Linked DNA regions of Mus musculus: region 1 is linked to region 2. A link is a contact called in public Hi-C data. All regions are on one chromosome and are shown on one strand. Each heading gives the region's core, a stretch centred on a gene start, on an enhancer-like site or on the middle of the called end of the contact. The rest is flanking DNA. Distances are from core to core; before and after follow the strand shown.

The links. Hi-C and Micro-C count contacts between places; a contact is called where the count stands out from the background.
Region 1: a Hi-C map of bone marrow-derived macrophages shows a contact between it and region 2, with 21 read pairs. The contact joins two enhancer-like sites. A contact is called at or near these places in 1 of 484 Hi-C or Micro-C datasets (bone marrow-derived macrophages), 1 of 115 datasets of contacts at active chromatin or transcription factors (stem cell-derived neural progenitor cells) and 1 of 9 other capture datasets (embryonic stem cells).

What each region holds. Positions count from the first base shown.
Region 1 is chr8:117,556,436-117,563,106 of GRCm38.p6, forward strand. Plcg2 (phospholipase C, gamma 2) reads left to right here. Exons shown (of 33, transcript NM_172285.2): 4 at 868-961; 5 at 1,634-1,681. Among named protein-coding and RNA genes, the nearest start is that of Plcg2, 61 kb to the left of the region's middle. Within about 2 kb of position 3,721, at least 39 of the 459 cell types and tissues checked have an H3K27ac peak or open chromatin away from gene starts, as enhancers often do. A contact at or near this core is called in bone marrow-derived macrophages, where this site is marked.
Region 2 is chr8:117,128,908-117,135,690 of GRCm38.p6, forward strand. It overlaps Bco1 (beta-carotene oxygenase 1), which reads left to right. Exons shown (of 11, transcript NM_021486.3): 9 at 268-362; 10 at 1,691-1,802; 11 at 4,067-4,813. The coding sequence ends at 4,353. Among named protein-coding and RNA genes, the nearest start is that of Gan, 26 kb to the right of the region's middle. Within about 2 kb of position 5,019, at least 7 of the 459 cell types and tissues checked have an H3K27ac peak or open chromatin away from gene starts, as enhancers often do. A contact at or near this core is called in bone marrow-derived macrophages, where this site is marked.

The DNA.
Region 1 (6,671 bases), core at 2,471-4,970, 430 kb after region 2:
GCTGGACAAACATGTCACTTGTTTCCTACAGTGGTTGCTGCACAATAAACACTCATCTGAATGACCTTGGGTACATATGCAGGCACAGAGCACACACATATATGCATGGGCATACATGAACATAGCACATATGGATGCATGCACACACATGCATGTATATAGTATGCAAGCATGCATGCGTGCACACAGCATACACATACACACAGCAATACATATATGCATGTGCACACACAGCATACATTCATATGTATCCATACAGCACAAACATGTATGCCCACAGTATATACATGCATGGCTGCATACAGCAATACATGTGTGCACATATGGGCATAACACATGCATGCATGAACATGACACACACGCAACACACATTCTTGAACACAGTAAACATGTAACATATACGCATAGCACATACAATGCACACACAGCACAAAATGCATGCACATACCACACATGCAAAAGCACACAGATGAATCCACATATCAATAAACACATGTACATGCATATAACTATCACATATGCCTCTGCACAGCACACATATGGATGCATGCACATAGCACACATGGATGTACATATAAAACACTTATGCAGAACTCACATATGCACACAGCACATACATGTACACACTACACACATGCCTATACACATGACACAGCATACACATCTCACATATGTACATGTATAAATACACATGTGAGAACGTATAAACTTACATATCCGGAGATGGGATTTCTGGCCATCTCAATGGTATATCCATCTAGAGCTCAGAGGTAGAGCTACCATTCACAAGGTCCCAGATTCCAGCCCCCAGCAGAAACAACAAGAGTCACCCAGAGTTCACTGCCCCCTCTCCAATTCTGTCTACAGCGGACTCAAAGGAGGATGCGGTGAAGTGGCTCTCTGGTTTGAAGATCCTACACCAGGAAGCGATGAGTGCATCCACCCCCACAATGATTGAGAGGTACACAACCCACTGGCATCATCCTCCTTTGTTCTAGGGTCTTCGGGAATAGACCAAAGGGAGAAAATGGGACATCGAGTCCCCAAGTTCATCAGTGCCCTGTGTGCAGCAGCCCCTGATAGTGGCTAAGAACTCTCCAGTGCTCCACATAAGATCCTTTCTCCCTAGTGTTGAGCCTTGACCTTTGGCGTGAAGAGGGCACTTCAGCTGAGATGGAAACACTCATTGGTGTATGTGTGCATGCACACATGTAAATGAATCTTTCTGTGAATATCTGCAAGCATATAAATATTTGTTCATATACATTCTTCTATATGCCCTTCACGTGGATTGTTTTCAGTGTGATATGTGTGCATAGGACCCAGGGCTGGGCCACTACCCCTCCCGCAATGAACCAACACCTTCCCACATATACCACTCTTTCTTCTCAGCTGGTTGGGAATTAGTGATGGGGAGTTGTCCTTTATGGAGGCCTCACTTGATCTCATGGATGCTCCCTCGGGGCTCAGACAGGGGTCTTCAGCCACAGGTGGAGTCTTGTTACCAAGCAGCCTTGTGAGGATGTTGGGGACCCCTTCTCCTTTTGGGGACTTTGTCCTCATTCCCTAGAGCTCTTTGAACTTGCAGTATTTTTGACTCTCCCCTCTTTTTGGCTTCACATTCTCTTTGCAGTTGGCTGAGAAAACAGATTTATTCAGTAGATCAAACCCGAAGAAACAGGTAAGGCCCATCAGCGGTTTTCTGTGAACTGTGATACTTGCTTGTTTCAGTGTTTGGGGGGCAGGATGGGTCAGTACATGCCCTGTGGTTGAAAGGGTCTCAGGTTCTGGGGTTGACGGTAACCCAGAATGATTGAATGATTGAAGCTTCTGATGGAGTGAAGCTCCTGTCGTGCTGCTGAGGTGACATTTGACATGGGTCTGGGACCTTGTCACAAAGGCTGGAACACCTACCACGTCCTGGGAACCCAGCAGGAAACATTGTGACGCCGTGCCTGCAATGTATGATGGGAGAGACTGGTCCTGAGGGAGCAAGCTTTGTTTGGTGACAGTGGTGTGACTCTGGGCAGGGATGAGGGTAAGATGCGATGATGTGCCTCTCTGTGTATTTCACAGTCCCTGGAGGATGGGACTTGGCCAGCCAGCACACAGGGTCTCTGTCAGATTCTGTGTTTAATTCCCTCCCTCTCTCCTCCCTCCTTCCCTCCTCCCTCCCTCTTCCCCCTCCCTCTACCCCTCCCTCTTTCCTCTTCCTCTCTTCCTCTCTCTCCCTTCACCCCATCTTTCTGTTCTTAGAATTGAACCTTAGGTCTTCTGCAAGCTAGGCATTCACTCTATCCCTTAGCCATGACCGCAGCCCTCCACTGGTGGATCCTAGACAAGAGTTCTACTGTCTCTAGCTTCTTCTTTTTGTTTTCAGACAGAATCTCCCTAGACCATTCAGGCTGGCCTCTAACTCTCTCTGTAGCCCTCAACTGGCTTTGAACTTTAATCTTCCTGCCTCAGGCCCTTGCATAGCTGAGCTGAGAGACCTGTACCTCCAGGCCTGTTTTGTTTTTTTTTTGTTTTGTTTTGTTTTTTAAAAATAGATACTCTGCTTGGGTTTTTCCTTAGGCAAAGGCAGTGCTCACCCAGCAACTGTTTCCCCATTGGTAAATACATAATGGCTTCTGACTTCATGTTAATTTTGTGAGAGCCAACCTTGGAGTGTGAACTTGGGTGCTGTACGTGTGAGTCGGGGACTTCCTTAGTTGCCCGATGCCAGCTCCCGGTGTATGGTGGCAGAATATGGTGACAGGGGTGACTTCCAGCTGTGGCGCTGAGGGCACTGACCTGCCCACTGTCTCTGCTGCACTGGTCTTTGTCCTTTGCTGGCCTGGAGGATGAATGGCCATAGCATCCTTTGTTTAAATTTGCCTTTCTTTCTGAGTTGGTGACTGGTTAGCCTCTTATTTCCTTCCTCTAATTAATAACCAAGCAATATAGGCCACCCTGGGACTGGAGAGAAGGCGCCGCAGGCGAGAGCAATCTTTGCTCTTGCAGGGGATTCGAGTTTGATTCTCAGCACCCATATGGTGGGCTCATGACCATCTGTAACTCCAGTTCTAAGGGACCCAATGCCCTCTTCTGAAATCCACAGGTACCTGGCATACACGTAGTGCACATACATATATGTAGGCAAAACACTCATGCACATAAAATTAAATAATATGTTTAAAAAAAAGATCCCTACAGACAAACAAACAAGCAAACACTACCCTGCATGGAGAACTTGGCAGTGGATGGTGTTAACTCTTTATAATCCTTGTCTCGAGTTTGTCTCACATTGGACCTTTTGTTTAAAAAGGTTTATTTTGAGACCGGACTATAGCTTATCTGGTCGAGTGCTTGCCTAGCCTGCATGCAGGCTTGACTTCCATCCTGGCAAGGGTGGAGATGCAGACCACTTTTGCCCTAGCCCTTGGGCGGTTGAAGCAGGAGGGTCAGAAGTTCAAGGTCATTGTCTGCTGTAGAAAGAGTTGGGAGCCAGCTAGGGTCATGTGAAGCCTTATCTCAATTAACTAACTAACTACTTAGCTAGCTAAGTAACTAGCTAACTAACTACTTTGTCTTTCCTTGATTTTGGTTTTCATATTCGAGACAAAACTAACCAACACCAACTTCCCCATTTTGTCCCTGCATCATAGAGGTGACTCTGTCCGTCTGTCTCTTGCTCATTTCTGTCTCTTGTTTAGTGTATCCAGCTGGGGCATTTGTGACCCCTAGCCACATGCATTCTCCCTTCTGCCTCTCCCTCTCATCTGTCATCTCCTGGCTGCCCTCTGGTGTACCACCAGGGTTGAGCTAGTGGGGTGTCGTGGGTTTTACACACTGAGGTCTTAGGGTGTTGTCATCTCTGAGACTGTGCTCACTGAAAAGACTGGCTCAGGGTGACAGAAGGGGTCACTCTGGTCACACTGTCTCCATGGTGGTGGAGTTGTCTGTCCACTTCTGTGTCTTTGTTTTGTTTTTTGAGACAAGGTTTCTCTGTATAGCCCTGGCTGTCCTGGAACTCACTGTGTAGACCAGGCTGGCCTCAAACTCAGAAATCTGCCTGCCTCTGCCTCCCAAGTGCTGGGATTAAAGGCGTGCACCACCACGCCCGGCACCACTATCGTGTCTTATATGGAGCAGAGATGGATGCCTGCTTCTTCCTGGGGATGGATTCTTCAAATCCTGCCTAGAAACCCATCTTCCCATCTGCCAAGAGGGAACCTGTTTCTGGAGGTGCTCCCTCCCTGTTTCTGGAGGTGCTCCCTCCCTGTTTCTGGGGGTGCCCCCTCCCTGTTTCTGGAGGTGCTCCCTCCCTGTTTCTGGAGGTGCTCCCTCCCTGTTTCTGGAGGTGCTCCCTCCCTGTTTCTGGAGGTGCTCCCTCCCTGTTTCTGGAGGTGCCCCCTCCCTGTTTCTGGGGGTGCCCCCTCCCTGTTTCTGGAGATGCTCCCTCCCTGTTTCTGGAGGTGCTCCCTCCCTGTTTCTGGAGGTGCTCCCTCCCTGTTTCTGGAGGTGCTCCCTCCCTGTTTCTGGAGGTGCTCCCTGGCTGTCCCTCCACCCAGCTCCTCTTCCAGCTCCCTCCCAGCAGGCAGGCCCTGCTGCTTGTCAGCACTGAGAAATAGAAAGTCTCACCTTCTCTAGGAGGCTGCAGGGATACTTCAGAAGGAACTTTGATCCCAGAGTGCTCCAGAAAGAGCAGCCTGGCCAGTTTCCCTCCCTTTCCTGTCTCCCACAGCCTCTGACTAAGCCCGTTTCTCAGAGGAAAACAGAAGCTGCCAGAGGCAAGAATGGACTGGCCTAGCTCAGGCGGAGCCCGAACCCCAGATGTTTTCCTTGGCCCAAGTTCTGTCCAGCTTCTAACTTCTCCTAGGGCAAAATGGTAGCAGCTGGCTTTTGTGATGGACTTGCTTGGCAACAGCCACTGGATTAGGCACATCCCATGCCAACCAAATGCTCCCAGCCAACCACTGGGCGAGGCACCCATTTTACATGTAAAGACACTGAGGCCCAGAGAAATCAGGTCTTGTGCCTAAAGCCAGCCAGCATGTTGAGGATAACACACCACTCTTTGTAGGCTTGCTCTGCTTATCATGCAGACATTGTTTCTTACCCTAGCCAAATAACGTTGCAAGAAAAAAGAAAAATAAAAAAGAATTTAAAATGACAGTAAGGCTTCTACAGCGTCACGCTTACCTTGTAAGAATTTTAAGTGCACAGTTCTGTGGGGTTAATTGCGTTCATAGCATTGTGCAGCTGTTGCTGTGTTCCATCTCGTGAGTGGGCGGCAAGTTCCAGCTCACGGACAGGGTCATCATTAAACCATGACACCACAGGCCCCCCTCTCCCCTCCCCCCTTGTGAAATACAGTGCGGCGGTTGGTTGGGGTTCCTGGTGGGTCCATGCCAAGCTACTCCATGTGACAAACCTGGTATAAGGGAGGTTTATTTGGGGAAGGGAGGGGAGTGAGTGTTAGCATTTTGTTTAAGCTCCCCACAGTTACCTGGCAACGGCCAGGTATGCCTGACTCACTGTAAAAGGGGCTGTTCGCTCCCTCTGTCCTCTCTTCTTGCTTTCTTGCTCCCACTCCGTCCTCTCGCCCCTTCCACCCTCTCTCGCCACGTGCTCATGGCCGGCCTCTACATTTTTCTCTCTGTCTTTCTCTGTCTCTACCTGGAGAAAAGGGGTGGAGGCAGGCAGACTGGAGCAGAGCCACGAAGGCAGAAGGGGGGTGGGAGTGGGGGGAGGAAGCCCGGCTGGGAACACGTGGGGAGAGAGGGGGGAGGGCTCCGATGATGACATAAGCTGTAGCTAGGTCCCTGGGAGGAGTCTAGCAGAATCACCTGTAAGCTAATACCTCCCTCCTGGAGTTCTGGGAGCCGTGTCCTGTTCGATTTGGCTGCCTTCAGTGCCGTAACACTCTTGCCGATTTCACTTGGAGTAAGGCTCTCAAGGGGCTTATCCCCACCGCGGGCAAGCGCTATCCCGTGGAGCTACATCCTTCTTAAAGCCTTCTTTTTACTTTTTCTCTTGAGAGACAGGGTCTCACATGGTTGTCTAGGCAGCATGCCTTGGACTTGTGATTCCCCCTGCCTCCGACGGCGGAGTAGCAGAACCACTTTATTTTTTGAGGCCGAATAATATTCCAAAGTTTGCTCTCTCTCGTGCTTCTGCCATTGTGACTCAGTGTGCACGCATGCGTAGAAACACCGGCAGGGAGCCCTGCCCTTCCTGTTGGATCAGTGGGAACTGGTTACGGTTCTGAGGAACACCTGCGCTATTTTCCATACTGGTCATGTCCTCACATAGGCCCCTCAGCAGCGCACAGATAGTTTATTTCTTCCTCATCCTTATCAACACGATTTCCCTCCATCCTTGCCCCTTGGGTTATACCACTGAATTTGCATAAGCAGAACAGACTTTCTTGTTCAGATCTGCAGGGACCGAGGGAAGGCTGTTGGGTCTGCAAGGGATATGGAAGGGGAGGCGCTGCAGGTGGGAGAGCTCCTGGATGCAAATAGGTTTCATGTGGTTGATAACCCAAGCCACACTTGTGCGGATTCCGTTGCATTGGCCATCATTGTAGGTATGGGATTTTTTTTTTAAAAGGTTTATTTTATAAGTATGTGTTTGCATGTATGTGTGCACACTGTGTGTATATATGATGCTCAAGGGAGGCCAGG
Region 2 (6,783 bases), core at 3,769-6,268:
CCTGATTTCTATCGTGGATAATTACAGGTACTTAAGCATTTAAAGCCCTCTGGTCTATGGCACCTCACTCCTGAACCTTCTGGCAGGGCCAGCATCACTCTCAGAGGTCCCTCCCTCCCCGTGACCACCTTTGATGTAATCTGGGTCTGAATCAAGGCTAGGATAGTACTTGGGAACTGTTTCTATGGCATGAGGTCTAGTTTGGCATGAAGTGGGAAGTTCTCCCGCACCAATGATGGGATTTTGTTAGTGTTCTGTTCTCTCAAGGCCTAGAGCTCCCTCGGATAAATTATGCTTACAACGGGAAGCCATATCGCTACATCTTTGCAGCTGAAGTACAGTGGAGTCCAGTCCCAACCAAGGTATGGATCCCTGCATCCTGGGAGTCCCTGTGTATACAGACTGGCTTTCTCTGGACCCAATTTAAGGTCTGCGAATCAGACTCTTCAGGGCTTAAGACTGGGAAAGGGGGATGCAGGAGAGAAGTCAGTTGGGATAGTCCTGAAGTAAGAGTTCTGTTCCTGTTTGCACTTAGGGAGCCCTGGCTATGACACTGTGGTGGGCTCTGAGAACAAATCAATCAGCAGGGAGTGCTGTCTCAAGCACCCACCTTGCCTTCTCCAGCAGGCAAGTGTCACGGCAACTCGGAGAATTAGTTTTGTTTTTTAAGTAACGATTTGTCCGTATTTACTACAGTCCAGCACTGTCCAAAGCATTGGCCAGACACTGTTTTCCTTTCAGATCAACATTTTTATTTGCATTTAAAAATACAGAGCTGACAAGGTAGCTCAGGTGGTGAGGGGATGTGCCATCAAGCTCACCTACCTGAGTTTGATATCAGGAATCCACATGGTAGAGGGAGAGAACCAATTTCTGCCCTCTGGCTGCTGTATGCAGGCTGTGATGCATATGATGCAATGATGCAATGATGCAATGATGCAGTGATGCATGCCCCCCCCACACTGTAAAGATGCAGAGAGCAAAAATAAAATGATAAATTTTAAAATATTTAAATTTCTAAATGCAGAATATTTAAAGCAAAAGTTAAGGTGTACACACACAGACACACACACAAAGAGAGAGAGAGAGAAAGAGAGAGAAAGAGAGAGAAAGAGAGAGAGAGAGAGAGAGAGAGAGAGAGAAACATGTCCCAAGCCACTCCTATGAATTCTCTATGAATTCTTTACCCTACAGGAACAGGTCCATGAGAGCTCTTGGGAATTTTCCACTTTTATTTGTTGTTTTGCTTTGTTTTGTGTTTAGGATGCTGGGACTCAAATCACAACTTAGGTGTTCTGGGCAGGGACTCCACCACCCAGCTCTAGTCTTAGTCCAGGGCTTTTACTTTTAAAGCAACAAAAGAATTGTTATCATATTTTAATTGGTGGCATTAAACACCTTAATTTTATAACGTAAAACATTGTGAGATAGAACCAAACCAGAACATTTCAGGACTCTGAGGTCCTAGCCTTCTGTAAGCCAGGAGACCTGTGTTGATATTGGGGGAGGAAGTTTGGGTCTTCCCTTCTTGGGGCCGTGCTGCCTGGGACAGATGTCACTTGGGGGTGATGTGACAAGTATAAGTGTGAGGGCTGAATTTCCCCTCGGTGGCCTTCATGCCCTCTCACTTCTAGGGAGTCAGCATGGTTGCAGACACAGGTTCCCATCTTTCTCTTCTCTGCATACACAGATACTGAAATATGACATTCTCACAAAGTCCTCCTTAAAGTGGTCTGAGGAGAGCTGCTGGCCAGCAGAGCCTCTGTTTGTTCCCACGCCAGGTGCGAAGGATGAAGATGATGGTAAGAGTGGGAGAAGGGAGGAGCCCATGGACCACACTTACCCATCCAACAGAGGCACCACCCAGGGGCATCCCATGGTGGGTTGCCTGATGAGAAGACCACACTCAATTTTAATGTTGAGTGTAAGGTCAAGGGCTCCTACCACCAGGTTCTGTAATCCACTAGGGTCCCCAGAGCTCCCCGCCATCCCTTCCCAGTGGGTTTGGCTGTACTGTTCTCACTTCTGACAACCAAGCATTCCAGACATGGAAGTTCACCTGAGCCTCTGCATCCAGAGATTTTTACTGTGGCTCACTCATACGACATTCTGATTACCCTGAGTGGATGGCCTTTATTGTTCAGTCCCTTGCAGGCCAAGCAGAGACTGTGGAGTCCAAGGGCCCCATCGTAAATCACATTGTCAGCTGAGCATAGCATGTGTGCCTGAGATCTCAGCATTTGGGAGGCAGACAGAAGACAATCAGGGGTCTACAGTCATTCTCAGATATACAGAGAATTTGAACTACTAAGACCTGGTCTCAAAACACAACAGCCACAAGGTAGATAGGTAGGTACATAGATAGATAGATAGATAGATAGATAGATAGACAGACAGACAGACAGATGGATAGATGAGTGGGTGATGGATGGATGAAGTTGTTAGAATACACTACCTGACATACCTCACAGCCTCTGAAAACATTCTTATGGGTAAGACTGAACAAACAGACCTTCTTTGGGCACGGTATAAATTCTCTCCTACTCAAAGTCCATATCCTTTCCACTGAGTGACACACACATTCTCTCAGAGTGTGCAGCTTTAGTTTTAGAATTCTTTGCAAGGGCTGGCCCCAGATCTCAAATGACCTCTCTCATAAGCATGCAAAGTTTTCACAGCACCTGAGAAATGCAGGTTTCCACTTAGCCAAATTGTCTTATCCCCCTTTGGCTTCAAAAATGCCCTGCCCACAGCCCTCAGGATACCGGGGAAGGTAATAAGCTATGGGTAAGGACACCGCCCAGCCAAGCCAGGGATGGGGCTGCCCACACCTGCAGGGGAGGGCAGGCTGTCCCACTGAGACTGCCAGCTTCTTCCCTCAGGTGGGAGGGAGTGGTTTTCCACCTGGCCTTGGCTTCCTTCTGATTGTGGCCTGGCACACAGGCAGGGGGATCCCATGTCACTGTCATCTCTAAAGCAGGGGACTGTTTGCATCCACTCCTACTGAGGCCAGCCTCTTGCTTGGCTGGGCAGCTGCTTCTCACGCCTTCTCTCCATGGGTGTGGAGTGACACTGTCCTCATTTCATCCAGGGGAGGCTCAGAGAGTGAGGCAAATTGACCAAAGTCACGAGCTCCATATGCAGAGGTTGGATTTGAATCCAGGCCAATCTGACATCACCTGTGTTCAGCTACCACAACCCAGGTCGCTTGGGCGGCATCTTGGGCACTTACTAAAAGTTTCCTGACCCTGCTATACCTTGAAAGTGAGCACAGAGGAGCAAGGACATCCCAATTTACAAGCAAACGTTGGGGGAGGGGGGGGTTGCCAACGTAACCAGGAGATGAGTTGGATTCATTCCAGCGCCACCACAAGCCAGACATGGCAACACATGGCTTGGTTTCCTGGCATCTGAGTGGTAGAGGTAGGCAGATATGAGTTTAAGGCCGGTCTGGGCTACATTGCAAGACCTGTCTCAAAACAAAACAAATATGGCAATGCTTTTGAAATTCAAGACGTCCCTGCTCCACGGAGTAGCACACCTTAGCCCACACATCCTCCCTGAATTGCCTGGGTCTTTCCATACTTGGAGGTTTCAAGATGTTAGGAAAGGAGCCATTCCTCAAAACACATGAAAACGAACCAAGTGCTCCCATAATCCACCCTGCAGATCATCCCAGCACCCATGAGGTCAGGGGTTGGTGGGAATTAGCTTCACTGCAAAGATGAAGAGACAAAGGTTCATTGAGGCAAAGCGGCGCTCCCGGAAGTAGGTCTGCTGATTGCAGTTCTGGTTTCTCTTCTGCCAACACAGAATGGCATATATCCTCTTTCCTCCTGTTTAGATCAAGGATGAGTTAAAAGACCACAGGGAGACACCTCTGAGAAATGTTCTTTCCAGGTACACAAGGCTATGCATTGAACACTGTTAGATATCTCTTAGGACCAGGGATGGAGCCTATGGGGAAAGCAGCTGTCTAGTCTGCATGAAGGCCTGAGACTACACTCTCAGCATTACAAATGGAAATAAACTGGTTTTGGGGGTTTTGTTTTTTCTTTTCTTATAGGAGTCATTTTATCAGCCATCGTCTCTACGGATCCCCAAAAGCTGCCTTTTTTACTCATTCTGGATGCCAAAAGTTTTACGGAACTGGCTCGCGCCTCTGTTGATGCGGACATGCACCTGGACCTTCATGGTTTATTTATCCCAGATGCAGACTGGAATGCAGTGAAGCAGACTCCAGCTGAAACGCAAGAGGTTGAAAACTCAGATCATCCCACAGATCCGACAGCACCAGAACTGAGCCACAGTGAAAATGACTTCACAGCGGGTCATGGTGGCTCAAGTCTTTAATCCTAACACTCAAGGCAGAGGCAAGCAGATCTCTGAGTTCACAACGGACAGCCTGGGACAGCCGGGGCTACACAGAGAAATCCTATCTTGAAAATGAAAGGAAGAAAGGAAGAGAGAGAGAGAGAGAGAGAGAGAGGGAGAGAGAGAGAGAGAGAAGGGAAGGAAGGAAGGAAGGAAGGAAGGAAGAAAGAAAGAAAGAAAGAAAGAAAGAAAGAAAGAAAGAAAGAAAGAAAGCAAGCAAGCAAGCTAGCTAGCTTCATTGGTAGAACTTAGTTGTTGACACTGTCAACGTGGACAGCATTTAGGATCTCTTAAGAAACAAACTTCTGAGCCTGTCTGTGAGAAAGTTTCTTTATTGTGTTAACTGGACAAGGAAGATCCAACCAGAACATGGGCAGCACCATCTCATCCTTTGAACATCCTTTATTTCCTGAATAAAAAGGAAAGAACCTGTCGCTGGACTTTTGCTACTTTGTGGGTTCGTTTTCTTCTACCCTTCTCCATTCCTCTTCATCTACTTATCAACCCCCTTAACACTAGGGAGAAGAGAAAAAGGATAGAGAGGAGAGGGGGCGATGATATCTTTAGACTACTTCCTGCTGGCTAGAGGTACTGATTAGAGGCATTGAGTTCCTTGGGACAAGTTTGATCTTTGCCTTCAGGATATCTAACTTCCTCTTTTCATTTCTTCTCACATGACTACATGACAAACAGCAACCAACAGCAGTTAACAACCAACCAAAAACACTACCAAACAACCACAAACAACAAACAATAGCCACCAACAACCACCACAACCAACAGCCACTACAACCAACAACCAACAGCAACCAACAACAGTAAACAACACCAACAAACAACAACTCACCTCTGGGGCCCTACATCCTCTGAAAAGTCCCCAGAATTCCAAAGGTCACACACTTGCAGAAATGATCTGCAGCTGGCAAAACCACGCCCCTGCTAGAGCACGAGGCAAATCATAGTCACCTGCTTTAAGGGAGCCCCATAGCTCCATGCCTTGGATTAGAAATAAAACATATTCCCATAATATTTATGTGTTCTTTTAGAGAAACTAAAATTCTCACTGCAGAAGCCACTTGAGCACCAGCATTCACCCCTCTCAGCTTTCTGACTGTGGATGTAACCGGCTGCCTCATGCTCCTGACATCATGCCTTCCCACCATGATAGACTGTACCCTGGTCAAAATAAACCACCACCATCCCCCCTTAAGTAGCTTTTGTTAGTTACCGTCTCCCAGCAACGGGAAAAGTAAGTAAGCTTGCGCCTTTCTGTTGTTGGAGATGGTCATCCTGCTGTTATTCTTTGTTCAAATACCACAATAAACCACAGAGACAGCTCGAGTTCCATTTTATTGGAATCCTTGTTGAAAAGGCAAGTTTTTACCAGCCAATTCTAGTATATTTAAGGCAGCCCTTTCTTTTCTTAGAAAGACCTTGAGGAACGAGAAAAATACATCGGTTGGTGAGATAACCTGAGTTCAGACACTTGCCCCCCCCCCATAGCTATCCACATAAAAACTGGACATGGCCTTATGTGTCTAGATCCCAGGCTCTCAGGAGGCAGAGGTAGGAGGGTCCCTGGGGCTTGATGGCCAGAGAGCCTACTCAGCAAACAGTGAGGGACCCTGTCTTGGAAAATAAGGTGGAGCATGATGAAGGGAAAGACCCAATGTCCACTTCCAGTCTAACACATATATGCACATGTCCTCAAGTGCACACACGTATAGGCAAATGCACTTTAAAAAGACCTTGAATGTGAATCAAGAATTGTATTAACCATGTTATTGTTCTTGGAATAAGCACCTATGAACATGAAAAAAAGGTGGGAGATCATCCCAGCTCCTTCCTCCATCCACTCCATCCTTTCTAATGGACCAAATTGTGGATGTGGCCTTTTGGCTTTCCCAGGTATGCTCTGTTTGTAAGTCATGTGGCCAGAAGGGCATGGTGCCCTGTGGTCATTCCATGCAACGGGTAGCAAAATATAAAAGAAAAAAAAAAAACACCTTGAAAGCCTGTTGAGAGCTTGTTTGATTTTCTTTCTTTCCTTTCTTCCTTTCTTTCTTTTCCTTCGAGGCAGGGTTTCTCTGTGTAGCCCTGGCTGTCTTGGAACTCACTTTATAGACCAGGCTGGCCTTGAACTCAGAAATCCACCTGCCTCTGCCTCCCAAGTGTTGGGATTAAAGGCGTGCGCCACCACCGCCCAGCTGCTTGTTTGATTTTTATGTGGCTGCGTCTTCCAGTTCTTCGGAGCCTATAAAGTGGGGCTGCAGAACTTCACCCTTCCTGGCCTGTAAGAAGTCCTATTGTATGATCAGTGATTGCAGGTTCCTTCTCTGCAGGAGGGGGGGGTCACTGAACTGGCACTGACCGGATGAGCCATGGCAAAAGGGCCACAGTTCAGGGTGG